Linked DNA regions of Mus musculus: region 2 is linked to region 1. A link is a contact called in public promoter capture Hi-C data. All regions are on one chromosome and are shown on one strand. Each heading gives the region's core, a stretch centred on a gene start, on an enhancer-like site or on the middle of the called end of the contact. The rest is flanking DNA. Distances are from core to core; before and after follow the strand shown.

Region 1 (2,656 bases), core at 92-2,591:
TGGTTTTGACACGGGGTCTTGTGTATTTGAAGCTAGCTTTGAACTCGCTCTACAGCTAAAGATAACCTGGAACTTCCGACCCTCGTGTCTCTGCCACCTGGGCTTTAGGATTACAGGCATGAACCGCCATACTCCGGTGCTGGTGATGAGACCCGGGGCTCTGTGTTTCCTGGGCAGGGATTCTCACCTTCTCCTTTCAAAATGTTTGATTATATTGAGTTACCTAAGGCTGTTTTCATATAAGACGGTTTATCCCAGATGGCCCTTGGAATCCTGACCCGACGCCCTCGCCCTCAGCATCCTCAGCATTTGCCTATCTGCATGCAGCACTGTGATTGGCCACATTCATAAGAGCACCCCCCCCCATGTCTCCTCTGATGCCTCAGTCCCTCCAGGACAGACACTTTATCCCCTGGCCCCATGTCATCAAGGAGTGCCCCTCCCCCCTTACTGTGAACTTTACATCCGCAAAGCACTCATATTCATCCTCTTTTCATATGTGTGAAAGAGACAGAGTCTTGTAGCCCAGGCTAACCTCCGACTTCATATGTAGCTGAGGATAACCCTGAACTTTCAGTCCTCCTGCCTCTACCACTCAGTGCTGGGATTACAGGCAAGTGTCGTCACCACATCTAATCCTCATGTTGACCTTTGACATTTCTCTAGCATTTTCTAGCCCATGCGCCCCTAGCAAATCATGAACAGAGAGTTATTGATTGTGCCCCCTGTTCCTGAAGACTTTTCTCAGAGTCTCCCTGCCCCCCGCCCCACAGGTACAAATGAATCACCAAAGCCAGGCTCCTGGCATCACAGGCAGTATGGGTTCCAGGGCTGGCCGTGGTGCCTTATGGGTCACCAACAAGTTAAGCCTTTGTTTCTAGCAGGCTGGGTACACAGCTGGGTCCCCCACAGGCCTCCCCATGGAGTGTGCGAGTCCTGGCCTTGTCACACGCAAACACTCCTGAACCACCGTGCTCTTGCTACCAAGAGTTCACTTTCTTTGGCATATGCTCTCTTATCTTCTAGAACCTTCTTATATCTTGGTTCCTTCTCCATAGCTTTGCATCCAAAACCTTGAGGAGGTGCACAGAACAGACAAGGGAGAAAGCTACGGTTGCCACTTAGGGTTCTAAACTTGACCTCTAAGGTTCTGCCCCCAGGAACCAGCCTGTTTGAGAGGATTGCAGAGGACCAGGGTCCCCCAGGAGTACAGGCAGTGGGTTCAAATGCTAGGTCAGGGTGCTGTTGTGTTATTTGCTGTGTGGCCCCCAGGAGGTTACACACCCTCTCAGAACTTCTGTTTTTCATCCCTCCTGACTTCTTCACACAATCCTCCTTGTGTGTGTCACAGGAAATACCCGTAGTGAAGTGTCTTGGGAAATAACAGGGCCCTCTGCCAGGGGGCAGTGGGGAGGCTGGGTACATAGGCAGGTCTTCTGAGTTGCTGGGTGGCTCTGTTTCCCTGGACTCACACATTCTTAGCTGCTTTTAATAACTTTGAAAACAGCCAGGCGTGGTGGCGCACACCTTTGATCCCAGCACTTGGGAGGCAGAAGCAGGTGGATTTCTGAGTTCGAGGCCAGCCTGGTCTACAAAGTGAGTTCCAGGACAGCCAGGGCTACAGAAAAACCCTATCTCGGGGAAAAAAAAACTTTGAAAACTATTTGCATTTTTGAGACAGGGTCTCATTGTGTTCCAGCTGGCTTCCAACACCTCCAACTCAAGATGTAGCTATGGTTAACCTTGAACTCCAGATCTTCCTGACTCTACCTCTCAAGTTCTAGGGTTATAGACATGTGCCACCATGTCTAGTCAATTCAGTGCCGGGCTAGAACCCTGGGCTTTGTGCATGCTAGGCAAGCGCTCTACCCACTGAGCCACATCCCCAGACCACTATTGTTAGTTTTTCAGACAGGGTCTCTCTGTAGCCTAGACTGGCCTTGAACTTGTGATCTTCTGCTTCCACCTCCGAGTATGAGGATTACAGACTTGTAACACCTTCCTCATCTTGCTCTTGACACTTGTTGGAAATGGATCTGTCTTTCTTGTATGCCAATGGGCTCACATGTGTCACCTTTTGCATACAAGTTTAAGTGCTTGAAGGACAGGGTGGATTGGTCAGTATTGGCTGGGTACACAAGTACAGTGTCTAGGTAACGGCTTTCATCATTATCATCATCATCACCACCACCACCATCATCGTCACCATCATCAGCATCACCAGCACCAGTCCCCTCAGGATGCCAGGTCCCTGGCTCCGCTGAGAACAAGGAACAGGATGACCACCTACCTCCCCGTAATGTGGGCTCTGTGCATATTTCTCTCCTCTTGACTTAAAGTTGATGGTCTGATATAATGCACTCTTACAATGCTTCCCAAATTCATGCAGTTCACTCCTTAGTTGCCCCCCTCACGCTCTGCTCCCCAAATCATAGCAAAATGTGGAAGAGAGAGGATCTAGGAGGACTCCTGGGGCTGGGACAGCTTCTGAGGAGCTGAGTTCCCGACCGGAGTCCTGAATTTCCTCTGGATTTTCTGAGAACCAACCCATAGGGTTCTAGATGCTTCCAGCCCCAGATGCATGTGTGCCATAGATGTTCACCTTTTACCAGTAACCTTCAGCTTAAGGCCTCCTTCCATCTACAACCTTAACCCC
Region 2 (2,656 bases), core at 118-2,617, 83 kb after region 1:
CGTCGCGAGTGAGCTGGACTGCAGATGAGTTTCCCGGCATGCAGTGGCCAGGTTCTCCAGGGACAGGAGGGTTGGAGGGCGGGGGGGGGGGGCGGGGGGGATGTCGCAGTTTGGAGAGATGAAAATCGCATATCTGGGAGAGGTTGGACTCTGCGCTGGTATCTTCTGGGGACCAGCCTTTTGCAAGACAGCGCGCCTTTGCCCCTTGCTCGGAGGAAGTGACTGATGAGTGATGAGTGTCTGGGGCTCGAGGGAAAGCTCCCGGCGTCCACAGCGAGCATGCGTGCACGTGTCCCCCTACCCCCCATAGATCCACGCAGCGCCCCATATCGCGTGCGCGCACGCACGTCCCCACGCTCTCGCGTGCAGGCCAGTCGCCCACGCAGCAGCGGCCCGCAGGCTCCAGAGCCAGATGCCCCCACCCACCCCGTGAGCCAGTTGTCTCTTTCATGTAGTGATCTCGCGTGGGCACAAAACTGCACACTTCCCACAGTCACTAAGGTGCAGCTAGGTGGGAGACTCCCTAGAAGGCTGGGCGTGTGGTCTAAGGGACTCCCAAACAGGCTGGGGGCTCCAAGTGTAGGCCGCTCCCACCTGCTAGCCACAACAACCAATGAAAGCTTGGCCCGGTGATGTCATGGACCAGCCGGACCCTTGTGATGACAGCCGGAGGTCACCGGTCAGGGGAATTAGCTCAAGCCCACCCTCGGGGGTTCCGGAAGTTTCCAGAGCTGCAGCAGAGTGCATTGTAGCATCTCCCCACAGCCTTCTGCTTGCCACTATGTGGTCTGGCTTCTCAGCTGTCCCCGTGTCACCTCTTCTTGCCCACAGGGGTCTTTTCCTATAAGGGAGAGCCTGTGTTTCTGTTATTTGTTCCTACAGGTGTTCTTTCGTCTCCACAGAGATGTCCCACGTCATCTTTTCTACCAGTGTCAGCTGAAGGGGGTCCTCAGTCAGGCTTTCTCGTGTCTCTTCTCTTATTACCCTGCCCCAAGCTTTGTCCTGGTTACAGATGCCAAATATTAGGCCTCTGATCTTTCTGGATTAGAGCTGTCAGTGTGTCCTTCCGTCCGTGAAAGGCGACCGGTCTGTCTGTGACTTGTCACCGCAGGAGACTGTCGCCTGCGTGAACGGTGTCTGGTGTCTCCGCAGGCTGCGGTCCGTCTGTCACGTGGGTGTCTGCCCCGCCGCTGCGGGTCTGCGGGTCTGTCGGTCTGTCTGAATCTACCACTGGAGTGTGTCTGGGCTCCCGCTCCCCGGGGTCTCGGGGCTTGAAGGGAGGGAGGAGGGGAGGTGGCAGCCCGGGGGAGCGGGGAGGGGCGGGGGCGGAGACAGTGGGCGGGCGGGGGCGCCGTGCGGCCCGGAGGGGTGTGTGCGGGGGGCCGGAGGCGGCTGTCACTGTCGGCTCAGCCTGCGCCGGGGAACATTGGCCGCCTCCAGCTCCCGGCGCGGCCCGACCCGGCCCGGCTTGGCCGCCTCAGGTGAGTCTCCCAACCCACCCAGGACCCTCCACCGAGTCGGGACCAATCCGCATCCCGGGGGAAACGTGCGATCCTGGAACGATCGAAGCCCCCCAACAGAGCTCCTACTGCACCTCCTGCCCCGTGGGGCCTGCCTAGAGGGGCCCCTCCACTGCCTCGCACTCCTCTGAAACTCCCGCTAGCCGCTGCATACTTACTGATGATGCTCGCTGGGCCGGCCGCTGCCTCTGCGCTCCCTTCCTGCAGGGACCCCCTGAAGGCCCCTTCCCCACTCTCTTCAAAGTCTGGGGACACTGGAAGACGCCCCCTGTTTGGGGCGGAGCCCAAACTGCGCAGGTTACTGACATCCCGAATGCACCACCCCCCATCCCGAGGGCCGCGACCCCAACGTCCCTACCCAGCTGAGCCCCTTGCCAGCTCCAGGACCCCTCCTGCGCTCTCTCTCTCTCTCTCTCTCTCTCTCTCTCTCTCTCTCTCTCTCTCTGACTCTGTCTCTCTCTATGTGTCTCTGTCTCTCTCTTTCCCTCCCTCCCTCCCTCCCTCCCTCTCACCCTCCCACCCTCCCTCTAAAAGGAGGCTCAGCGGAAGCCCCGAGTTATAATTAGCCCCACTCGGGTTTCCTGGTTAATCTCCAACAACGCCACTATCCCCAGATCCAGGCGACCAGAACTGGCTGGGTGATGGGTGAACACCCGGAGGGGGTAGTTCCGACCCGGGGAATTTTGATCTCTTGGCTGGAGACGCCGGAACTACAGCAGCTGTTGCCCCCAAAATAGCGCCCCTGCCTTTGCTACGGGGATCTCCGGAGCTCCCGGAACACAGACGTCCTGGCTCGCCCTTCAACCCCCTCTGCGATGCTCACGATTCTCCAGATACCCCCACACCAAGGCTCGGGCGGGGAGCTCTGGCCTCTTCTTGGTCTCTACTGCTCCCGGTTGGCAGTGGAGGGCATTGCAATATGGGGATGCAATAGGGGCTTGAGTTCTGGTGAGCCCCACAAGGGGCGAGTGAGACAGTTGGCTGGAGTCAGGCGAGAGGGGTGCGGTTGATGTAAAGCAAACGGGTACCAACCGGCCGTACCAGAAAGAAGAGAGGCGGAGCAGGGTGGGGCAAGGTGTCGACTGGACAAGATTCCAAGATGCCTTCAGAACCTGGGACTCCCGATACCTTGAATG

Evidence for each region. Promoter capture Hi-C pulls out the DNA fragments that hold promoters and counts their contacts.
Region 2: a contact with region 1 is called in a promoter capture Hi-C map of neutrophils, with 3 times the contacts expected there. The contact joins the promoter of Ache here to the enhancer-like site in region 1. A contact is called at or near these places in 14 of 39 promoter capture datasets (the 3T3-L1 cell line, 3T3-L1-derived adipocytes, embryonic stem cells and 9 more), 3 of 15 datasets of contacts at CTCF or cohesin (CD8 T cells, the NIH/3T3 cell line and large pre-B cells), 3 of 484 Hi-C or Micro-C datasets (bone marrow-derived macrophages, embryonic fibroblasts and nephron progenitors), 1 of 115 datasets of contacts at active chromatin or transcription factors (intestinal crypt epithelium) and 2 of 9 other capture datasets (adipose tissue and liver).

The regions. Positions count from the first base shown.
Region 1 is chr5:137,204,145-137,206,800 of GRCm38.p6, forward strand. No RefSeq gene overlaps it. Among named protein-coding and RNA genes, the nearest start is that of Muc3a, 7.1 kb to the right of the region's middle. Within about 2 kb of position 1,342, at least 5 of the 459 cell types and tissues checked have an H3K27ac peak or open chromatin away from gene starts, as enhancers often do. A contact at or near this core is called in neutrophils, where this site is marked.
Region 2 is chr5:137,286,887-137,289,542 of GRCm38.p6, forward strand. Ache (acetylcholinesterase) reads left to right here and starts at 1,368. Exons shown (of 5, transcript NM_009599.4): 1 at 1,368-1,481. Gm42456 (a long non-coding RNA gene) reads right to left here and starts at 1,758. Exons shown (of 4, transcript XR_003955815.1): 1 at 1,679-1,758.